2 separate regions of the Triticum aestivum genome follow, and region 2 is linked to region 1. The links are chromatin contacts, called in public Hi-C maps. All regions are on one chromosome and are shown on one strand. Each heading gives the region's core, a stretch centred on a gene start, on an enhancer-like site or on the middle of the called end of the contact. The rest is flanking DNA. Distances are from core to core; before and after follow the strand shown. Region 1 holds the start of LOC123164714 (cryptochrome DASH, chloroplastic/mitochondrial). Region 2 holds the start of LOC123170175.

What was found. A called contact is a pair of places that touch in the nucleus more often than the background predicts.
Region 2: a contact with region 1 is called in a Hi-C map of leaf, with 5 times the contacts expected there. The contact joins the promoter of LOC123170175 here to the promoter of LOC123164714 in region 1. A contact is called at or near these places in 2 of 5 Hi-C or Micro-C datasets (both in leaf).

What each region holds. Positions count from the first base shown.
Region 1 is chr7D:590,062,873-590,070,048 of IWGSC CS RefSeq v2.1, forward strand. LOC123164714 (cryptochrome DASH, chloroplastic/mitochondrial) reads left to right here and starts at 5,581. Exons shown (of 11, transcript XM_044582264.1): 1 at 5,581-6,075; 2 at 6,150-6,289; 3 at 6,376-6,603; 4 at 6,687-6,827; 5 at 6,998-7,176. The coding sequence starts at 5,631. It also overlaps the pseudogene LOC123164712.
Region 2 is chr7D:590,291,818-590,298,993 of IWGSC CS RefSeq v2.1, forward strand. LOC123170175 reads right to left here and starts at 2,452. Exons shown (of 4, transcript XR_006485072.1): 1 at 2,284-2,452; 2 at 2,152-2,212; 3 at 36-191. It overlaps LOC123171796 (small nucleolar RNA U3), which reads left to right and starts at 2,602; the gene lies at 2,602-2,820. It overlaps LOC123171795 (small nucleolar RNA U3), which reads left to right and starts at 6,814; the gene lies at 6,814-7,033. It also overlaps the pseudogene LOC123166747.

The DNA.
Region 1 (7,176 bases), core at 4,331-6,830:
AACACAAAGGAGATTTTAGAGAAACATCTTATGGCAACTGGTGGAAAAGTGACGACCCGTTTTCCTCCAGAACCTAATGGATATCTTCATATCGGTCATGCCAAGGTTTTCATAATCTTCATGAAAAGCATTTCCATATATACCACTTCCATGAAAAATGGATAGTATGCTTACATTCTTCATCTGATGCAGGCTATGTTTATTGATTTTGGACTGGCTAAAGAGCGGAATGGCTATTGTTACCTTCGGTAATAACATTCTTTTTTCATTTGACAATCTTTTCCTGCTTGCCATGCTATCCTTTCCTGGCTATGTTTACTGATTTTGAACCGACTACTTACTTTAGCCGGGTCTGTCCTGACCGAATACTGCTTGAATTTATGTTTCTTCTCTTACATTATATACTGCATCTATTTAATTATATATTTCCATATTCGATCTGGAGTTCTGATTATTTTGAGTCAATTGCACAAAACTACCACATTTGCGGCTAGGTTTGCAGAAAACCACCAAGTCGCTAATCCGTTGCAAAAATCACTGCTTTTTCACTAAACCTCTTGCAAAAAACACTGATCATCCACTTTGGCTCATCTAAGCGAGTTTATGACAGATGGGACCAGATCGTCAGTGCTGGCTTGGCAAAAGAAAAGATTCTTCCCCAATCTCTTTACATAGAGACCCCTCTATGAAAAAAGAAAAACGCAATCAAATCCCGCCGTCTCTCCCTCTCTCTGGATGGAATGCACGGGGAGCCGGAGGCGGCCGCCGGGAGCTCGTCCTTGAAGCCACGATGGCGCCCTTTGCCTGTCGTCCGTCGGGATGTTGTGGCCGCTCGGCGCCGTGGATGGGGCCTAACCTCCATGCGCTTCGGCTCCTGGCGCCGGCGGCTCCGCCCGTCTCCGGTGCCTCTTCCAGGCCCGCAGGAGAGCCCCGCCGCCCTGTGCGCACGCGCCATCTAGCCTCGCGCCACTCCACTCGGGCTTCCCCGCAGCTAGCTGCCGCCAGTTCGCCGGTGCACCGGGCACCACCGCCGCCCCCTCTCCCTCTCCAACTTCGTTGTCTCTCTCCCTTCTCCAACACCGCCGCCTGCCACCGCGCCAGGGCCAGGCCGGCCGGCGACGGGACCTTCCCGTCCGTGCCCGTGCTGGGCGAGACGCCGCCCACCCTAGGGGACACCCTCCCTGCGAGTAGAGCCGACTAGTGGACGGTGCCAGAGGAAGAGCTCCACAAATCAACGGCGGCCGGAGCTGGGCCACCATGGCGTCATCCTCGCCAGAGGAGGAGCCATGGCTGCAGGCTGCAGGCTGCAGCACCTCCCCTCGACGGATCCCGTCGCAACTGAGCTCAACAGCGACAGATCTGAGCGGATGGACGAGGCCAACATCAGGAGGAGCAGACTGCGTTTGTTTTCAGATTCCAGGGGCGTGTGTGTCAAAGTGGTCCCATCTGTCATAAACACGCTTAGACGAGCCAAAGTGGATGATCAGTGCTTTTTGCAAAAGGTTTAGTGAAAAAGCAGTGATTTTTGCAACAGATTAGCGACTTGGTGGTTTTCTGCAAACCTAGCCGCAAATGTGGTGGTTTTGTGCAATTGACTCGATTATTTTTGCTTGGTCTGAAAGTGCTTACATAGAATTCTTGCTGCTTTAGTTCTTCCGCATTCTCATTCACGACAAAATGAACTGCTGTCTATCTGAAAAACAGGTTTGATGACACAAACCCTGAAGCTGAAAAGAAGGAATATATAGACCACATTCAGGAGATAGTCCATTGGCTGGGTTGGGAGCCCTACAAAGTTACATATACAAGTGATTATTTTCAAGCTTTGTATGAGCATGCAGTTGAGTTAATACAGAAAGGGCTGGCCTATGTAGATCACCAGGTTCTTTCTCTCCTCCTTTCTTTATCATGGTACAAAAATTTGAAAGGAGGAAATGAGCATGCATATCGAATCCTTGAGAAATAAAATGTGCAAATGCTGACTGGTATATGATTTCCAGACTGCAGAATAGATCAAGGAAGGCAGGGAAAATAACTTGGATAGTCCATGGAGGGATAGACCTATTGAAGAGTCACTAAAGTTATTTGAAGACATGCGGCGTGGGCTAATTGCTGAGGGCGCAGCAACTCTGCGAATGAAGCAGGACATGCAGAATGATACCAGAAACATGTACGACTTGATTGCATACAGAGTAAAAGTAAGTTGCAAAACTCATCTTGTGAATTGAATGGCCATATCTTATCAGTACATAACTAATCATTTGATGCCACATAGTTCACCCCTCATCCGCATGCTGGTGACAAGTGGTGTATCTATCCAAGCTATGATTATGCTCATTGCATGGTGGATTCATTTGAAAACATTACTCACTCGGTAATTTTCCCTTCTTCAAAATAGCTCTGGCTTGTTTAAACTATAACACGACTAACTGAGTGTGGTTATTCATTAGCTGTGCACGCTTGAGTTTGACGTACGTCGTCCGTCATACTACTGGGTACTTGTTGCCTTGGGCTTGTACCAGCCATATGTTTGGGAGTATTCAAGGCTGAACATATCACATAATATTATGTCTAAAAGAAAGGTATGCTAATAATCGAGAAATCAGTATTACCCCGTTTGATCTATATTTATGGATATTCATTGTCCTTGTTCTGTTGCAGTTGAATCGGCTTGTGACAGAGAAGTGGGTAGATGGGTGGGATGATCCTCGTTTGTTAACACTGGCAGGACTGCGGCGACGGGGGGTGTCAGCAGCTACAATTAATTCATTTATCCGTGGAATGGGGATAACAAGATGGTAAATGCATGGATGATAGTTAACAAACGGCTTTGCATGAACTGTGCTTTGTGCCAGGCGCACAATCGCAAAATCTCCGTTTCTGCTACTGACTGCCCTTGGTATTCTTTATGTCCAGTGACAATAGCTTAATTCCTTTCGAACGTCTTGAATATCACATCAGAGAAGAACTTAACAAAACAGCTTCTCGAGCCATGGTTGTTCTGCATCCTCTAAAGGTATGGCATCTGGTTCCTGCTGCAAGTCACTCCATGTCTTCAGCCCTTAGAAGTCCCTAACACATTCATGGTGCCTCCTTCTGCTAAATTAGGTTGTAATAACTAACTTGGAAGATGGAAAAGTCATAGACCTTGATGGAAAGAAGTGGCCTGATGCTCCTGCTGATGAAGCTTCGTCGTACTACAAGGTGCCTCTCTTGCTCAGTATATGATGGGAAGAATAGGTGGTGTTGCTATGGCACAAGTGGTTTAAAATTCTGTTTGAGGAATGCAGTAATGAAAATATTATACGTTTTACCTTATGCATGCTTCATAATTTATAACATAAATACCTTTTGACAGGTTCCTTTCTCAAGAACTGTCTACATTGAAAAAACTGATTTTCGCCTCGAGGACCCGAAAGACTATTATGGGCTAGCTCCTGGTAAATCCGCCCTGCTAAGGTAAGTGATTCAGAACTACTGTTCTTTTGTGGAGAAAGTTGATCTGGATTTACTTGACTATTCATAGTTCACCTACTCCGTATCGGCACAAATTTACAGTATGGTACTTGTCAATTTAATTGCTAGGTATGCGTTCCCGATAAAATGCACAGAGGTTATTCATGGCGATAATCCAGATGACATTGGTGAGATTCGAGCTGAGTATGACCCCTCAAAGACCTCTAAACCCAAGGTAACTGGTCACTTAAATCCTTACATTCAAATCTGAAAATTCTAGTTAGGGAGTTGGGACACAATGAAGATATGCTGACTTGGTTTGCAATTCGTTCAGGGTGTTCTGCACTGGGTTGCCGAGCCAGCGCCTGGAGTCGAACCGCTAAAGGTGGAAATAAGACTGTTTGAGAAGCTGTTCTTATCAGAGGTATAGTTTTGCTCGCTGCTCTTGCTGTCTGTCATTACAACAGACGCGTGTAGGACTTCAAATTCACTTCCTTGTGAATGCATTTCTTGCCCTCGTAGAATCCTGCCGGGCTGGAGGATAAAGAGCCGGAGGGCACAGCCTGGCTGCGCGATCTCAACCCGCACTCGAAGGAGGTCGTGAAGGGCGCGTATGCAGTACCATCGCTCGCAGCCGCGGTTGTGGGCAACAAGTTCCAGTTTGAGCGGCTCGGTAAGAAATCTTCTGAACCTATCTCTCTGTGATTGCCACTGCCGTATCTGTTGATTCATGCGACTGACCGTGCTGGAATGAATGTGATGTGAATCCCAGGCTACTTTGCCGTGGACACGGACTCGACGCCCGAGAAGCTCGTGTTTAACAGGACCGTCACGCTGCGCGACTCGTATGGGAAGGCCGGGGGACCCAGGTGACTGCTGATTTAGTGATAGGGTTTTGGTTTTGCTTGGTTACAAATAGTACAGTAGAGAGGTGGGGCTAATTGGAGAAAACTTAGTGATGCCACAGTACAACATAATGGGTTTACAGAGGTTTGTTGTATGTTTGTTTGAAATCATTCAAAATTTGGATGATCAAATATGTATACTCACCTCAAAGAAGTGAGTAAAGGATCAGCTTTCTCCTTGGTTCTGAAGAGCACTTGTTTCATGTTTCCTCCAGACTTCGTCTCTATTGTCTCCCACCACTAGAACAACATGCTGTTGCACCAAACAGCTGGCTTGTCAAATATTTATAGTATATTTATTCACTTTGCGGTTCCTGAGACGATGCAATTGACCGTTTGTTGTTGGGCGGTTTTATCGGACATGGCCATGAGTTTCATTGGGGGTGTGCGTGTCAACTACTCCCTCCGTTACAAAATATTTAAAGTTGTAGGTTTGTACTAAGTCAAACATTTGTACATTTGACTAACTCTGTAGAAAAAATTACTAACATGGATGAAAATCTATATATGTTATAACGAATCTAATTTGGTGTTGTAGATGTTGGTATATTTTTCTGCAAACTTGGTCAAACTTAAAGAAGTTTGGCTCAAGGCAGACCTAGAACTTAAAATATTTTTGTTTGAAGAGGGCAGTTGGCAATTTTTTTTATTAATTACGGGCCCGTTGATTCTATTCCTAAAACATAGGTTACCAAATGAATCCCAAGGAGTTGGAAAAAGTGTGTCTAAATGGCAGACAGAATAATTCCACACAAAGAACATGTAACATATGAATCTAAGACCAACTAAACTAATTGATGGTTAATCATTTTCCATAACATGGTAAGCACAATTGGTGTTGATTTATTCATTTTTTCCGATATAGGGAATGGTCCGACGATGCTCCCGATCACGGTTAGCTAGCATACCAAGCAATAGAGATAGAGACACATGTCCTGTTAATACAACTACCCGCAAAAAGAAGGCGTAATACAGGCTACCAAAGCAATAGAACTCAGTTCAAAAAAAAAAGAAGCAATAGAACTCATTTAGTAGAAGTTTCCATCTGACAACAACAGCTGCCATCTGGGTCCACCCCCATAAAGCCTCTGTGATCCGGCCCACATTATCCATCACCCATATCCCCAGGCTCACATCCAGCCACGTAGCACCACTCAAATGCCCCCACGTGGCACCCATCCCCGCTCTTCCCTCCACCTTCCTCCCGCCTCCATCTTCCACACACACCCCTCAATTCTCAAAAGCCTCACCTCCCAGTCCAGAAAAAAAATGCTCCACCACCACCTCCTCTCCTCCTCCGCCTCCTCCTTCCCTCCGGCCGCCGCGCAATCCCTCCTCCTCCTCCCGAGACAGCCGGCCGCCAGGCTCCGCGCCCTCCTCGCCATGGCCGAAGCCGCCTCGACCTCTACCTCGAGCTCGACCTCGATCCCGTTCCGCCCCCCGCGCGCCGTGCTGGCGGCGGCGGTGCCTTCTCTGGGACCCGATGAGACCGCCGCGGCGGCCTACGAGGCATTCCGTAGGCACACCTCGACGGGCCTTCGGAGGGGAGGTGGCGGCGTGGCCGTCGTGTGGTTCAGGAGCGACCTCCGGGTGCTGGACAACGAGGCGCTGGCGCGCGCGTGGGCGGCCTCCGGCGCCGTCCTCCCCGTCTACTGCGTCGACCCCCGCGCCCTCGCCGGCGCCACCCACCGCTTCGGCTTCCCCAAGACCGGAGGTGAGACACACCACAACACAGCAAATTTCCATGGCATCTGAGATTGGACACTGAAGCTTGATTGACTGTTGCAGCATTGAGGGCGCAGTTCCTGATAGAGTGCCTGGGAGACCTGAAGCAGAATCTCCAGAAACGCGGGCTCGACCTGCTCGTCCGGCACGGCAAGCCCGAAGACATCCTCCCTGCGATCGCCAAGGCCGTCAGCGCACACACAGTAAGCTAGCCCATCTGCACAAAATCACATCCACCGACCCGGTCAATTGCTTCAGCTTGATACTGGATTTCCCGGTCGATCTTCAGGTCTATGCCCACAAGGAGACCTGCAGCGAGGAGCTCCTCGTAGAGCGCCTCGTGCGCAGAGGCTTGGAGCAGGTGGCCGTCCCTCGAGGACAAGGAGGAGCTTCTGGCCGGAGTAATAAGCCTCTCAGCCCGAAGCTTCAGCTCGTCTGGGGAGCGACGATGTACCATGTCGACGATCTCCCGTTCCCGGTGAGCAACCTGCCGGACGTGTACACGCAGTTCAGAAAGGTAGGAGCTCTCCATTCATATTGAGGCTTGGAGTAGTAATGCTGGTGGTGGCTGTCGTTCATGAAATGTGATGCTTCCGCCAGGCGGTCGAGTCGAAGTCCTCGGTCCGGAGCTGCGGCAAGCTGCCGCCTTCGCTCGGGCCGGCCCCGGGTTCCGGCCTCGATGAGATCGGAGGGTGGGGGTCGATACCGACTCTGGAGTCACTGGGTCTAAGTGTGACAAAGGCAGGTTCAGTCAACTGTATTCTACTCCCTCCGTAAACTAATATAAGAGCGTTTAGATCACTACTTTAGTTATCTAAACGCTCTTATATTAGTTTACAGAGGGAGTACTTATCTGTGGATATGGTTCTAGAATTTCACTTACAGTTAGTACTGTTTGCCTCTCTGTGTAGTCAGAGAAGGGAATGCGTTTCGTTGGAGGAGAGAGCGCTGCTCTCGGGAGAGTTCATGAGTACTTCTGGAAGAATGATCAGCTGAAAGTCTACAAAGAGACCCGGAACGGCATGCTTGGCCCGGACTACTCCACCAAGTTCTCCCCTTGGCTTGCTTCCGGCAGTCTTTCGCCGCGCTA
Region 2 (7,176 bases), core at 1,202-3,701, 230 kb after region 1:
TAATGGTTTATCTAAACTGATAAAATGGCACTCACATCCAAATGCAACTTCACCAGTCGGGGCGCAACATCCAAGCAGCGGGCAAGTTGAAGAATTCCATTATGGGCATTTGGTTGTCCAGAGAAGACAATTAATTGACAAGTCATATGGCTCAAATGCATAAACGTGCCATGTGGTGGTGTTGTCAGATTCTGCAACTCAAACATGACAAGGGCAAATAAGATGAGTTTAAAACCCAGTTTCAATCAAGAACTATAATGTACGCAAGCAAGAATGAATGAATAAATAAATACACCAGGTAACCTGCTCATATCCATGTATATAAGCTTGCACAATTAGTATCTTCACTGGCAAAATGCTTGGAACTAAAGTGAATACAGGGGCCAGTCCATTGCTGCCTCTGAACATTATCGTAGCCTTCTCTAATTTGGAGCACCCATGAAGTACTATAGGGATCTCTTGTCCTTCCTACTAAAAATGAGCAAAGATCGGCAGCATGAAACTCAACCATCTCAACATTCATTCTGTCAATTAGTAAATGTCGAAGTTTGTCAAGTTAGCGTGGTATACTTAATCCATATATACCTGAGTGTGGCTTTATAGAAACAGCAGCGAGAAACAAGAACTACACACAAGATCTGCCTTGAACACCCAAGGCCTCAAGACGAAAGTGATGAACATGAACTTCTTCGGATGGCGAATAAGTATCTTCGGGTCAAAAGATATGATCTTTGCTTTGTTTTTGATGAAGCAGCAAAGCCAATCCAGCTGTCAAGATGATCAAAGTCCTCTTTGTGCAAGCCACACCTGATGCATAACTTATCAATACCTATCACACTATGCCTCAAGGAACTTAGCTCGTTTTATTTGAGAAAATCATCAATGGATTGTTCATCAGTGTGATAATCCAGATCACTGGGGCCATAAAAACACAGATTACAGTGGAACGTCCAGAGCATTTTCCAACTTCAACAGGTTGAATCTCCTGTGACAAGAAAGAGCCTGAATTTTTAGTCGGGCTGAACTTTAACTAAAACTAACTGGTAGGCAAGCGATAGCCACTAATCACTCAAATCAAAACACACAATGACCTGAAACTACGTGCAAGAGAAATCAGACCAGATGCAGATTGCAACTTTTTCTAGTGTAGTTTCAATGGGTGTTTTGTAGTGGTGCCAAGTACACGTGGAGTGTAGTCTATTGTTCATTTCGGTGCAATCCTGTTACTACTTTCACTTTATCATTAATGTACTTCTTGGATTTTGCAACTTAGCAGTAGGGGTTGCGTGCCCGACCTTGTTCATTTGGGCTATCTGGGAAACGAGGAATGAAGCATGTTTTTGAGGTACTCTTCCAAGGGATCCTACTATGAATCCATGAGCTGGCTTCTTGAAGAACCAACACAGGAAGCACATTCAGCGGGCGGCCCGGCAAGCTGTCCCCGGTGGCGTCTGAAGATTTCTCTAGCCAGCACGGCTGCAGTAGGCCGGTGGTCAGAAGACCGGAAGCAGGCTGAGGGCGTCACCGCGTCAGGATGTATGTATGTCATGTCTGCACTGTCCTGATGAAGCCTTTAGTTTGCTAGTTTTCTTGGTGTCAATTTTTTTTTGGCCGTGCGTCTGGCGTTGTCAGTTCACGGCTTGTGCAGTCTGATTTGAATAATAAAACCCGAATGTGGTGTTACCGTCTTACCGAAGCCGAAACGATTTCAGTAACAAAATTAGGTGGCAGTTGCGCCTTTTATCCAAAGAAGAAGTCTGTGGTGTAGAGGCTCATTCGGCAGCAAGTAACTCTAACGATTTTCCTTTCTCCAACAACTCAAGCAAGTCTAGCAAACAACTTGAGCAATAAGCCTTAAAAGTGAGGCTCACTGAAAAAGTAAAAGACATGGATTGGACCATAATCTAAGCTCCATGCCCCTGCCCCAGGCAACAAACCCCATAAAACACAATTATTTTTAATTTATTACTTTTCCCGAGAGGTACAGATCCGTGGGGAACGCCACAGGAATCACATCAAGGACTAATTTTCACGCACTGATTGGAATGGATCCTCAGGGTAACAGTGAAATGCTTGAGCAAATATTTTTTTCCCCCTGCTGTGGTTCAAGGAGAAGAAAGAGAAAAGAGGGACTCGCGGAATGGTGGTTACCCTGAAAGGAAGGCTCGTCGCCGACGCCGTGGCGGTGCTCCGCCCCTGCGGCGTCCGTGGGCTGCAGGGAGGGAGGAGCGGCGGGTTAAGGGGGAAGGATCTCGCAGTCGATCGATCTGCTTGCTTGCTGACCTAGAGGAGGGAGCGGGAGGAGGAGGAGAGCTACTTCGCCGTCATCTTCTCCTGCTCCGGCCATTGCTGCTGTAAGATCGGCGGAGCTCCGTGGAGCAGTTAGTGAAGTCGAAAAAGGAAAGCAATGGGAGAGACAGATGGGCTGGATTCCGTTTATTCTCCAGCCCAACTTTACGGGCCGAGGCCCACACGAGCCCTTCTCATCCCTCGCCAGGGGGAGGCGCTGCGCTGCAGCGTTACATCCCAGACATTAGTCCCACCTCGGAAGTTTACAGGGAGCGGAACCGGTTTATAAGGCGCGGCGCTGCGAAACATTGCACGACCTTACTTGAACAGGATCTGTTCTATAGGCTCGTACCGCTGCATCCTTTACCAATAAGGAGGCAAGCACTTCAGTCTGGTTGATGCATTCTGACCACTGGGCCCGAGCGTGATTAACGGCCAGATCCATCTGATGGATGGATCCGACGGCTGTAGAGGATCGTTCCTGCCTGGCTTAGACCTGTGCAGGGTGGCCCGGTGGTTGTCTGACAGACATAAAAATCTTTTTTTTCCCACATTATTTTCTTTCTTGTGTACAACATTTTTCTTCTTACCAACGTAGTCACCTTCAAAACCATCTACAAATAATCTGCAGTTTCATTTTCGAACTTCTTTACCCACGTAATCTAGCTCATTTTCCTTACAGAATCTATGTTTTGAAGCACCTACAAACAATCTGCAGTTATGTATTTTTAACTTCTTTAGCCGCATAATCTATTTGTAGTCAGAGGGTGTTTGTAGTCACAAATCTGATTCATTTTTTAGCTTCTCCAACCACAGAATCTTTTTGCAATCACACAGCTCAGATTCACTTTTTGCAACGGCAGTCAGTACAGCCAGACAAATGGTTCACCAGTGCTCCTTCTATATATCAGACTTAAGATGCGTGTTTAGTGTGATCCTTGCCCCAGAAGAATAAAACACAGCCAGTTTAACCATCACATTGACATCATTATCTCTTTGCACGACAGGCTCTCAAGAACCCAGCGAACTGGCTTACGGGACCCGCCATCATCAGTATTACATGATGCCTCCATCGGCACTCGATTGACCCCAATCGACCCCAAACTTTGTTTGAGCATTCATCACTCAAGTTCTTTCAGCAGTCAGTAGTAGCTTCAGCGGCACCTGACAGGGACAAATAGACCTCTTGTAAGCAAGAAGAAAAAAGAAAAAAAAAAGATGGCATGGTCACAGCACATAGTACACAGATGGGGACAGTCAAAGGATCGGCTTACTCACTCACTGTGAAGGGGCACCTGAGACTCTGATCACCTTATATGGAAGCGCTCCGAGGTAGCTGTGCCCATCTGCTGACCTCCCGGGCAGCACACCCGACGCCATGATCCTGGATGGGAAACATACTGGCCGCAACCCTTGGCTGTAAGATACAGCACCCCAGCTTGACCTGAGCAATGTAGCACCGAAACACGCTCATGTGGACCGTCTTGAGATGATCATGGTGACGCATATGGGAGCCTTCCATCACTCCCAACGTCGTCAAGGTTCAGATATACCATCTACATTTCAAAGTTTGCGATCAATCGGAGCAAGTAGTCCAAGCACAGGTCTTTCCTGTAGAATGATGCAATCATGCAGCATCATTATACTTGAGATCCATGTATTTGTTTATCTAAACTAATAAAATGGCACTCACATCCAAATGCAACGTCTCCAGTCGGGGTGCAACACCCAAGCAGCGGGCAAGCTGAAGAACTTCATTATCAACATTTGGCTGTCTAGAGAAGACACTTAATTGGACAACTCAGATGCCTGGAATGCATAAACATGCCATGTGGTTTCGTTGTCAGCTTCTGCAACTGAAACATGACAAGGACAAATAACATGACACTAAAACCAGTTTCAGGACTATAATGTACGCAAACAAGAATGAATAAATAAATAAACACCAGCTAACCTATTCATATCCATGCATATAAGATTGCACATTTAGTATCATCACTGGCAAAATGATTGGAACTAATTGTAGCCTTCGCTGCCAGAAACAGTGAGTGAATACACAGGCCAGTCCTTTGCTGCCTTTAAACATTACTGTAGCCTTCACTAATTTTGAGCAACCATGAAGTGTTTAGGAATCTCGTCTTTCGTACTCAAAATGAGCAAGATCAGCAACATGAAACTCAACCATCTCGACATTCATTCTGTCAATTAGTAAATGTTGAAGCTCGTCAAGTTGGTGTGGTATGCTTAAATTAGTTACTCCCTCAAACCCATATAATTTGTCACTGCTTTAGTACAACTTTCCTAGCAAGCCTGGAAAGTTTGCTCGTCAACCATCTCGACACCAAATTACTCTGTGATCTCTATGTCCTCAAGTGCCGAACAGTTTGCTAGCAAGCCTGGAAAGTCTTCAGATATCTGAACACATTCCAGATTAAGTCTTCTGAATATTGTAAAGCCACATATACCGGGTGTGGCTTTATAGAAACAGCAGCGAGAGACAAGGACTGCACAGAAGAGCTGCCTTGAACACCCAAGGCCTCAAGAGGAAAGTGATGAACTTCTTCGGATGGCGAATAAGTTTTCTTCAGACCAAAAGCTATGATCTTTGTTTTCGATGAAGCGGCAAAGTGAATCCACCTGTCAAGATTATAAAAGTCCTCTTTGTGCAAGCCACAACTGATGCAGAACTTATCGATCCCTATCCCACTATGCCACTGAATAGGCCAATTTACAGCCTTAATGAACTTAGGTCGTTTTATTTTGAGAAGATCATCAATGGATCATTCATCAGTTGTAAATCCAGATCACTTGGGCCATAAAAACACAGATTACAGTGGAATGTCCAGAGCATTTTCCAACTCATCGAAACAATGCTTGTCCTCACAGCCTCTTCAAGTGGAAGCAGTGACATCACAACAGGTTGAAACTCATGTGACAGCAAAGGGCCTGGATATTTAGTCAGGTTCAATTTTAACTAAAACTAACTGGTAGACGAGTAATAGCCACTAATTACTCAAATCAAAACACACAATGACCTGAAAGTGCACAAAAGAGAAATCAAACCAGATGCAAATTGTAACTTTTTGCAGTGTAGTTTCAATGGGTGTTTTGCAGTCTTCTTTGCAACAATTTAGTGGTGCCAAGTACACATGGAGTGCAGTCTATTGTCCATTTCGGCGTAATTCTGTTACTGCTTTCACTTATCGTTAATGTACCTCTTGGATTTTTGCAATTTGGCAGTAGGGGTTGCGTGCCTGACCTTGTCCATTTGGGCTATTTGGAAAACGGGGAATGAAGCATGTTTTTGAGGTATTCTTCCTAGGGGTCCTACTACTGTGGCTTTTCCAATCTGTCTGACCGATGAAATTATGAGCTGGCTTCCAGAAGAACGAACACAAGAAACACATTCGACAAAGGAAAATCGTTGAATTACTTCCTGTAGTAGGCCGGTGGTCAGAAGACCGGAAGAAAGGTGCCAGTCTGTGGTGTCCTGATGAAGCCTTTAGTTTTGCTACTAGTTTTCTCAGTGTCAATTCTTAGTTGTGCTTCTGGCCGTTCCAACGCTGTTGTTAGGCCGCGGCTTGTGGAGCCTGGTTTGCATTGTGGAACCTGTGGTACCGAAATCGAAACAATTTCAGTAACGAAATTAGGTGGCCGTTGCGCCTTTTATCCAAGGAAGAAGTGTGTAGTGTATACGCTCATTCGGCAGCAAGTAATTCAATTATTTTCCTTTCTCTAGCAACTCAAGCAAGCCGATACCCTCCCTGTTGGTGTAGCAAACAACTTGAGCAATAAACCTTAAAACTGAGGCTCACTGAAAAAGTAAAAGACATGGATTGGGCCATAACCTAAGCTCCCTGCCCCTGCCCCAGGCAACAACCCCATAAAACACCAGATTTTTTTTGTTTGCCCCAAAGGTTCAGATCCGTGGGGAACACCCCAGGAATCACATCAAAAGACTAATTTTCACGCAGTGGTTGGATCTTAGGGTAATAATATTATTTCCCCCTCCTGTCATGTGAGGAGAAGAATGTGAAGAGAGCGACCGGCGGAATGGCAGTTACCCAGGAAGGTTCTCCATCCGGAAGGACGGCTCGTCGCCGACGCCGTGGTGGTGCTCCGCCGCCGCGTCGCCCATGGGCTGCAGGGAGGGAGGAACGGCAGGTCAAGGGGGGAAGGGATTTCGCACTTGACCGATCTACTCAGGAACGCCCATACTGCTGCTTACTTGCTGGGCTAGGGAGGGGGAGGAGCTACTTCGTCGTCATCTTCTCCTGCTCCGGCCATTGCTGCTGCAAGATCGGCGGAGCTCCCTGGAGTCCAGACGAGACGACGGCTGTTTCTTAGATGGGCTGGGCTCCGTTCATTCTCCAGCCCAGCTTCACGGGCCGAGACCCACACGAGCCCTTCTCATCCCCCAGGCGCTGCGCTGCGCTTCAGCGTTGCTTGCCATACATTAGTCCCACCTCGGAAGTTTACAGCGCGCCGAACCGGTTTATAATGTGGGGTGCTGCGAATGGTTGCACGACCTTACTTGAACAGGATCTGTTCTATAGGCTCGTACCGCTGCATCCTTTACCAATAAGGAGGCAAGCACTTCAGTCTGGTTGATGCATTCTGACCACTGGGCCAGAGCGTGATTAACGGCCAGGGTTCATCTGATGGATGGATCATACGGCTGTAGATGATCGTTCCTGCCTGGCTGACGCCTGAACAGGGTGGCCCAGTGGTTGTCTGACAGACACAATTCTTTTTATTTTTTTGCCTGTACTAACGGCACCTTTTCCACGCCTGAACAGGGTGGCCCAGTGGTTGTCTGACAGACACAAAATTCTTTTTATTTTTTTGCCTGTACTAACGGCACCTTTTCCATTTCTTACCTACAAA